Regions from separate parts of the Xenopus laevis genome. Here region 1 is linked to region 2. Evidence: chromatin contacts called from public Hi-C data. All regions are on one chromosome and are shown on one strand. Each heading gives the region's core, a stretch centred on a gene start, on an enhancer-like site or on the middle of the called end of the contact. The rest is flanking DNA. Distances are from core to core; before and after follow the strand shown. Region 1 holds the start of LOC108698255 (serine/threonine-protein kinase Nek6). Region 2 holds the start of ercc6l.L (DNA excision repair protein ERCC-6-like).

The links. A called contact is a pair of places that touch in the nucleus more often than the background predicts.
Region 1: a contact with region 2 is called in a Hi-C map of the XL177 cell line, with 9 times the contacts expected there. The contact joins the promoter of LOC108698255 here to the promoter of ercc6l.L in region 2. A contact is called at or near these places in 2 of 4 Hi-C or Micro-C datasets (the XL177 cell line and the XTC cell line).

What each region holds. Positions count from the first base shown.
Region 1 is chr8L:27,925,182-27,930,013 of Xenopus_laevis_v10.1, forward strand. It overlaps LOC108698255 (serine/threonine-protein kinase Nek6), which reads left to right and starts at 1,625. Exons shown (of 4, transcript XM_018229605.2): 1 at 1,625-1,880.
Region 2 is chr8L:27,593,120-27,597,968 of Xenopus_laevis_v10.1, forward strand. ercc6l.L (DNA excision repair protein ERCC-6-like) reads right to left here and starts at 3,311. Exons shown (of 2, transcript XM_018229606.2): 1 at 3,086-3,311; 2 at 1-1,021. The coding sequence starts at 3,180.

The sequences.
Region 1 (4,832 bases), core at 375-2,874, 330 kb after region 2:
GGGTCATCTGAGTTGCTGGTACCAACTAGAACTGGGGTTACACCATGCCTGATGCCCAGACTTTACTACCTTACATTATGCTAGCTTTTTTGTAGGGGTGCCCCTTCCAGCTGTACAGAAGGTTACCTCATTGACATATATTCTTTTCTTTATTCAGCATATTAATACAAAGGACACTGTTTAAATTAAATATTTTTCAGTCACCCTTAGCATTGCCACCTGGACAGTATATTTCTAATTCTTTTATGTATTTTTATTTTAAATGGTGACTTTCATTGCATAATAGGGAGAAAGTGTTTTTTTCCAGTAATTATGGAAACCATAGTCACCCCCTGGGATTCTCACTGCAGGTACGGTTGCCACCTGACCGGTATTTTACCGGCCTGGCCGTTAAAAATTATGGTTGTACCATATGTTATTAATAGGGGAAAAAAGGTAAATATATAGGAAGGCCAGTATTTTTTTCCAGAAAAGGTGGCAACCCTAACTGCAGGTGATGTAGGCGAACAAAACCAACTATCTCTGGCACTGCCAATTTGTTAGGCACCCCTCAGTGGCCTATCTCCTGCTCTGGGCCTGGCAGCACATCTAACTATGCAGAACAGAGAATGTATTTTTTTCTTATAACTCTTTATTTATAACAGTTGTATGTTCAATGTCGGACTGACCCACCGGGATACCAGGAAAACTTCCGGTGGGCCTAGGTGTCAGTAGGGTTGCCACCTTTTCTGGAAAAAAATACAGGCCTTTCTATATATTTATCTTTTTTCCCTATTAATAACATTGGGATCAACCATCATTTTTACCAGCCAGGCCGGTAAAATATCGGCCAGGTGGCAACCCTAGGTGTCAGTGGGCCCTCATTCTTCTAAACATTTGGCCTATTTCAAAAGGTGAAATAGATTAAATAATAGATTATAATATGTAAAGAAAAGACACTAGGAGAATAGAGGTTGAGTGAGGAAGAATAATAGTACTGAGAGTGGGCCCCTGGTCTACGGTTTTTGGGTGGGCCCCTTGTCTAAGGTTTTTGGGTGGGCCCCTGGTCTATGATTTTTGAGTGGGCCCCTGGTCTATGGTTTTTGAGTGGGCCCCTGGTCTAAGGTTTTTGGGTGGGCCCCTGGTCTAAGGTTTTTGGGTGGGACCCTGGTCTAAGGTTTTTGGGGGGCCCCATGTCTATGGTTTTTGGGTGGGCCCCTGTTGTCCCAGTCCGACACTGTGTATGTTACATAAGTCAAATTGAAAATAGTAAAGTAAGCAAATAAAGTAAATAAGAAAATAAAAGCAATATAATAATGCAATACAGTACTAAATAAAATCATATTTAGATCACAAGAGAATGTATTTATTAAAGAAGAGGATCCCCAGCCCTGTTCTTATATAGTTCAAAAGTTTTGGCTTTTTTTTTTAAAGACCTGTAAAAAAAAAAAACAGTTCAGCTGCTTCAAGATATTGGACAGTATGGGGAATCTAATGACTATACTCTGGACCCATGAACACCTTGAAGTTGAACATGGCTTTTCCTCATGAAAATGACTTTTCCTCCTATTATTATTTATATGTGAAATCAAAACACCTCTGATGTAGATAATACATAATGTGTGTATAAAACCAGTCTGGGGCCAGTTGGTGAGCGTGTCTGTGTGTAATGTCTGACACTTTCCAGTACACAGGCCTCTTTGGCAGCGCAGCCTTTCGGAGCATGAGAATCCTCGGTTTCCCTGGAGATAGAACACAGCCCCGGGACGCCTGCCGTAACCTGATCCGGGGAATGAACAGCAGTTAGAGGCGGCGGGGACTATATTCCAGACTGAGGGGAATACACAGCGAGGCACCATCCCTATAATCACACAGCAGCAACACTGAATCGCGGGGAGCAGGTACTGATTGGGGGGTTTTGCTCTAATTTGATTACTGGCGCAATGGACTTTATTTCAAAGGGCCTTGTGCGATGGGATTGGAGGGAACTATAATCAGAAGTTGTGCTGTGTGTGTGTGTAACTTTGGGCAGCGTATGTGTGTAATAAAGCATATTTGCTTTCAGATCGTGTCGTTCTCGGCACACAGCTCTGTAACTTGTTTACGTCGTCGCTGCTGTTTGTTATGGGGGTGGGGCGGCCGGGAAGCATCTCTTCTTGGCATGACACAGTGAGGCTTTAGGTGCAGCTGTATCCTCTTCCCTTCCTCCCTATAAAGCCGTATACTAGACTGCCTCTGAATACACACTCTGAATACACACTGGCTCTTTTGAGCCCTGTCACGCACTATTGACCTCAATGTAGAGAAAGCAGATCATGACTGCTGGGGGCAGCTGGTACAGAAGCTGATTTATTTAGGGGCCCTAAAATGAGGTAGCTGTGGGCCCAGTAACATGTAGCTGCTCAGTGGAAGGTGCAGGTGGCTGGTGAAGAGATACTTTCTCACTATTGAACAGTGTTATCTCCCATGCAGTGGTAGGGGAGCTGTGTACACTTTTCTTTTCTCTGTATTGTTTCTGCGCAAGGAGGAGGAGGAGCAGCAGCCCCACCCAGGAAGTGCTGGGAGAGAGAAGCAGTACAGTAGTGATGTGCGGGTCGTCCCGATACCCACGGGTTCTGGTCGACCTTGCACTGCTTCTCGCGGGTGGAGCTCTTCTCTTGCTCTCCCCGCCCGCCACCTTCAAATGCCGGGTTCCAGTTTTATAGCCTCGCGTCTGCTCGCCCCGCCCCTTTTGTGATGTCATTGGCGGGCGGGTCTATAAAAGGACAGGCACGGGCTGGAGCAGGACGGGTTAGGGTCCAGTGCGGCTCAGGAAAACCCTGACCCGCACATGACTACAGTACTGGTATGGGACCCTGTTATCCAGAATGCTTGGGACCTGGGGTTTTCCGGATAACGGATCTTTCCGCAATTTGGGTCTCCATGCCTTAAGTCGACTAGAAATTCATTTAAGCATTAAATAAACCCAATAGGCTGGTTTTGCTTCCAATAAGGATTAATTATATCTCAGTTGGGATCAAGTACAAGCTACTGTTTTATTATTACAGAGAAAAAGCAAATCATTTTAAAAAATTTGGATTATTTGAATAAAATGGAGTCTATGGGAGACAGCCATTCTGTAATTCGGAGCTTTCTGGATATTGGGTTTCCAGATAAGGGATCCTATACCTGTACAAGTAAGGTGCTGCAAACTCCCAGAGTTTTCTGTTTGGGAAAATCATTAGGGATCCCTAAGTGCAGCACACTCTCTTTAGGGTGCTGAAGGAAAGGGGTTCCTTCTCAGGGGTCTGAAGAGCAAAGCATGCTCATCTTAGGGCTTTCTGCTCAGGACTTTGAAGCAACTGCCACATAAGTGGGGACTCTCATCAGCAGCTCAGATATTACCAGCTGTTTTATTTGAGTGAAGTTGCTCCTGGCTGGCAGGCTGCCTATATCACTGTAATTTAAATGTATAGTGTTCTGCCAATAAATCCATCAGCCTTTCCAATGTGTATTGTGGATCATTGGTGTTCCAAGGGAAGGGGTATTACACTTTTACAGTGACACGCCATTTTATAGTGCACCTGCTCTCCCATTTAGCGGAGGCACAGGACTCCTGTAGCGCCACACACAATTAAATGTGTGTTAGATCATGCAGAAGAGGGCTATACAGTAATAAAGCATTAAATATATTTAAAATGTGGGCCTTACAGGTACATGACCACCATTCGGCATCATATTGTTCCTACCATCCTGGAGATAGAAAGAAACATACGTACATCACATGCATACAAATACCTCACTGAGAAATACATGTCCACAAAACTACAGGTCCTGGGTTGAATCGCCTTTTTGGGCACCTTCATAAACTAGGGCAGAATTTTTTCTGACCTTTTTCCTTTCCAGCTTCCCTTTTCCCCTTAGGCTCGTCTTAGCTCATAACAAAATTACAGATCTATGGGGAGGTGGCTGTAACAATCATTCACCAATGTTGCAGTCGGGGATAGTACCCCTTTTATTAGTTGGTGGCATTAATAAAAGGGGTACTATCCCCGACTGCAACATTGGTGTGTGCGGACCGTTTTTCGAAACTACAAAGCAATAAGGTGACCTGGCAAGGTCAACGGTGGACCAGCACTACTACGCAGAAAAAGTGGAAGGAGGTGTGCGGTAATACAAAGTTTCATTGTAACAATCATTCAGCCATAGCCACAAGAATATGTAGGGTAGCCAAAAATTGTTGCAACCTGTGCTACATTGGAAGGGGGCAATAATATGTATACATGCTGAAACTATAAGTAAGCAGTGATATATTTGGCATGAGTCTGGCACTTTGCACATGGGGTGGATTTTGGTAATAATATGCACACATGAGTTTTTTTGGTCTGTCTTGGCTTTTGAAAAATGCATTGTGTTCCAATTATTTCTGATGAACACTGTATTTGGCTTCCTTGGTACTGTGCCAGTCACAGTGATAGATGTAAAGAGTCCCATAGAAAACAGCAAAACCTTTTTTTCTGTTAACCTCTTCATTTAATTTCATATGTTAAGCAGAGCTATTCCAAGTAGCTGAACATTGAGCTAGTAAATACTCTCTGCAGGGGAGACTCCCATAGTGACATTAGCATAAAGCATTTTTCCTGCTTTTGCTGGACAACAGTTCTGAGAATCCTATAATAGATATTTAATTATGATTTAAAATATGCTGGATATTCTAGTCTAGCAATGTCTTAGGAAAGAATAGGAAATGCTGGCCTAAGGTATTAGTAAAATCCCCTATATTTCATGACAACCGAGATGTGATACTTTCTTCCTTGTGGAAAAAGGAGAACTATATTATATATATATATATATATATATATATATATATATAT
Region 2 (4,849 bases), core at 2,061-4,560:
ATTTTTTCTCGTCAGGGACGGCATGGAGGGGCCTCGACTCTTGTCCTGCTCTCTGGTAGGCTGTCCAGATGTTTTTTTATGTTGTACTTCGCTCTTTGTACGACGAAGAAAATACGGCTGTATAATTTTCATAAGGTTTTCAGAAATTTTAAGCCCAAGTGCCTTTTCGCCAGGTGTGGCATCTTTCTCTCTAGCACGAGTTATTGGGTTTTCATACTCCATTTTAAAGGTTTTTGAAGTTCCAAGTAATGTCCCTTGACAGGCAAAATCGTACAATGCCCACATTTCACGAAGGTTGTTCTGGATGGGGGTGCCTGTTAAAAGGATACGGTTTTTTGCAGGGATCGAATGGCAAGATTTGGCTGTTTTTGTGGAGGAGGTTTTGATTTTGTGAGCTTCATCTAGAATGATATAGTCCCACTCAAATTCTCTTTCATTGTAACTAGACAGTTGCTGCCAGTTATTTATCAGCATTTGGTAAGTGGTAATTATAATGCCGCCCTTTCTTTGAATTTTTTCAAGGTTTCTTGTTCTTTCCTTCTTACTGGCACCATGAAATTCTGCTACTCTCATCCCTGGGGTCCATTTCATAAACTCCTTCATCCAATTACTGATTAGGGTGGTAGGCATAACCAGCAGAGCACATTTTGTGAGCTCAGCATCAAACATCCCAGAAAGAAAAGCAATAACTTGTATAGTCTTGCCCAAGCCCATGTCATCGGCCAGTATCCCTCCTTTTCGGCCATCACGGTACAAACTATAGAGAAATGCCACGCCTTCTTTTTGATGTTCAAAAAGCTTATTGTACAATTCATTATAAATCATGAAGCCGCTGTTTAAAACATCAATAAATTCATCATCTTGTTCTTCTTGCAGCTCCAGTTGTTGAAGCGCCTCTTGCAGTTTCTCTATGCGACTGTTTATCTTTTCACTGGGATGAATTTCACGTGCTTTGAGGAAAAACTCAATTGATTTTGAGAGGTTTCCACTCTTGGCTTCCTGTTTTGCTTTCTTCACATAACTGTAGAAAAACAGAATGAAATGGTTAAAACAGTTCAGATTTTATTTGTTTACACCACAAATTGGAAACGTCCTAGTGAAACGTTTTGGGCTTTTTTTGTGCTCAACAGCTATACAAATATTGGTACACTGGGAATTATAAATGTATTTTACAGGAAGGGTCTGACCTCAAAAGAGAAATAAACATGATTTTTAACTGAGCAATTCAGAAATCAAGAAACTGTAAATGGCATTTTTTCATGTTAACAAGTTCCCATGTAAATCAGTGGCACAGTGGCTAATTTAGCCCAATACAAGGTTTTCTTTTCAAACGGTGCAGTCTGTTTCAGAGACCTACGGCCATCCCCATGAATACAGCACTGACTGCATACAGCAGTGCTGAAGGGTGGGAGAGGGGAGGCACATACCTATCTCACAGCCCCCTGTGGGGCTGGAATCATTCAGATGAGCAATTAGGGAGTAGCCGCAGATGCAGGTCCTATCGTTACGACCTGCTCTATAGCTAGCCTTTACCTGCTTATGCTGTGCTCTGCACCTCACGTCAGATTAGACATGGGGCAGAAGTGCTCCTTTAATAAGCAGTAAGGATTGAGCTCTTGAACATTTGCCCAAGGTTTATGCAAATGACCCCTATTAATATTTTGGAAAGAGACACATTTTTGAAGCTAAATCAAATATAATCAAGTACTGAAATTGCTGGTTCCCTGTTAGCAGACTCCATGTTTTTGATCGGACACAAGCACAACAAAGACTCTAATAAGCAGCATGTGTTCTAGCCTAGGCTTTTCTTGTGCAATAAGTTGTGACGTTAAGACCAGGGGTCCCTAAACTTTGTTATCCGTGAGCCACACGCAAATGTAAAAAGATTTTGTGAGCATTACAAGCATGAATAAAGTACCTGGGTGCCAAATAAGGGCTGCAACTGGCTATCTCATAGCCCCTATTTGGACTGGTAGCCTACAGGAGGCTCTGTTTGGCAGTCCATCTGTTTTGCATTGCCTCTGAGCCAGGAATTCAAAATAAGCACCTGCATTGAGGCCACTGAGAGCAACATGTTGCTCGCGTGCCATAGTTTGGGGATCACTGCTTTTAGACTAACAACAGCTGGAGAAAAGAAGTGTGGCAGCAATTATTATATCCGACAGGGAGAGTGATGCTGTGGGAAGTGATGCAGACACTATAATTGATAGTACACATACAAGGTGAAAGACCCACAATAATACCCACTTGTTTAACGTGAAGTCATGTCAATGTAAACAACATGCATTTTGATGACAGCATCCCTCTAATTAGTTTCCAATTAAACCCTGCTGTTTAATTACTTGATTTGATTTCATTCATGCAAATGACAGGCTGTAGGCCACAATTGGGTTCTTCTCAGCCAGCTGACAGATGCCTGCAGAGAATATGCCCTGTGTGGCATGATCCTTAAAAGAACCTGGCCTACAGCCTTATACTTAATATTACATTATGCTCCATGACCACCAATATAATTATTGCTACACACAGATTTGAGAGAACTACGATTTACAAATCAGTTATCCAGAAATCTCCAAAATATGGCCATGCCATTACAATAAATTTAAGTATGATGTAAAGGGTATTATTCGCAGACAATCTGCAATTTATCTTAATTTCTTTTTACTCTGAGCTGCTATCTGGACCCATTGACAGGTTGTTGGCATAGATCCATCTACAGCATATTATTATTAACGTGTATTTATATAGCGCCAACATATTTTGCAGCGCTGTATATGAAAAGTTACTTTAAGAGCGAACCTCCCCTTTACACATAAAATCAATAAGGCTTTGCTCCTTGATGGGTATATAATAATCGAGCTCTTATGATAAAATGAAGGGATACTGCAAGTTGGGCACAATATATATATATATATATATATATATATATATATATATATATATATATATATATATAAGCCACACATAATAGCAGCAGCAAATTTCCATTTTCAAAGGGTATCAATAATGACCACCCCCATGTCTGTGCGCATTTCCATTTCTATAGGGGCCTGGGCACTGACACACATTTCCACTAACTACTTACAGTTCATATCTCTCTGCTTGCTCAGGGTCCACTTGGCTCCTGGACTGATCTTCCGGATGATTGGAGCCAGTCAACGACCTTTCCTCCGTTTCCATGACTGGAAATGCCAGGAACGACTAAGCGGCAAAGAAGCAAATAACAAAAGCCCGCTTCGCCTTCAAATTGGTTACCCAGAATGCAGCGCGGAGAAGGCGGGGCAGACTGACTGCGTTCCATGTGTACGCGGCGCATGACGTAACTACAAGAGCCGGTCAAGATTAAATTGGTTACCCAGAATGCAGCGCGGAGAAGGCGGGCGGGCTGCGTTCCATGTGTACGCGGCGCATGACGTAATTACAAAAGCTGGTCAGACTCAGCCCTCGCTTATGAGAAATCATGTGGTACAGCTACAACTCGTCACAAAACTTACCCGGCTTCTGAAGAATGCTGGGAACTGTAGTCCTACAGCCACTGTGGGAATGGAGGGTGTAACATGGGTTGGCGCTGCGCGTTAAAGACGTAGATTAGCTTTATTTAGGTTCTACCGTTGTTTGTGCGCTCTCCTCAGAGCCTGAAGCAAGGACTGAAATGTGAGGTAGTAGGGGCAGCCTAGTTCTCTGAAGCAATTGCACTGAACGTGTCATAACTAATTTAATGGCAGCATATGGCCCTGATCAGTGCGAAGACTCTCTTAACCAGGCCACATGGTTTACAAGCCATTTCTGGGCCGAAAACAGCAATATGTCGGTCCAGGTGGTATTTACAAAGATTCAGCTGTAAGAGGCTGCCGGTTTCGTGGCATTAATATTTCTGGTGGTGACCCTTAATTAAAAAAGCAAGATACCAGTGGTTTTAAAGGAGACCCATAGACCCCTATAATGTGTCAATAATGAATAATATATGGTGCTGTATTAGGGTTTCCACCTCACCCCCTAAAACCGAACACATGGAATCCACAGCCTGCATGGCTAATGGCTGAACGGATTAAGGGCTCTTACTGACGAGCGCTTGAAGCTGCGCTCCCCTGCGTTCCGTTTTTTTGCGTTCAGCCGCAGGGGAGAGCAGGAATAGACGCATTTAGCTTTTTTCTATGGGGCTGTACTCACAAAGGTGCGTGTAAGCACAAACGCAGGTTGAGACGCAACATGCTGCATTTTTCCTGCGTTTGGCGCCTACACGCGCCTGTGTGAGTACAGCCCCATTGAAAAAAGCTAAATGCGTCTATTCCTGCGCTCCCCTGCAGCTGAATGCAGAAAAACGTAATGCAGGGGAGCGCAGCTTCAACCGCTCATCAGTAAGAGCCTTTATGTACACTTGACAAGTTGTTTTGTATCTTATTTACAGGGAACTGACAAATAGTTTCCCTGTCCCTCAGTTTCAATGTAGTAATCTACCTCATAGCAGAGAACATGGGGGCAGATTTACTTGAGGGCAAAAATTCAGCAGCGACTGCTTTGCACAGATCGCTACACTTCGCAAGTCCAAAATTCGCTCAGACAACGCTAATTCACTGGGTTTCGTTGTTGGTGCCAAACGCTTGCGACGTTTCACTAGCGTTACTTTGGCAATGCAAGCAATTGAAAGCGGGAAATTTAAAGTTAAATGGACGTATATGTTGCAGCAAATACATTACATTACACAATTCCAGGGAACCTTAATAAAGAAAATAAAGTTGTTATAATGCCCTACACATGAGCCCACTGTATAGTTAATGTTCCATATGTTAGAAAATGTAGGGGGGAACCCGGTTACCCAAAACAAATTTTAAGGACTTTTGCAGACTAT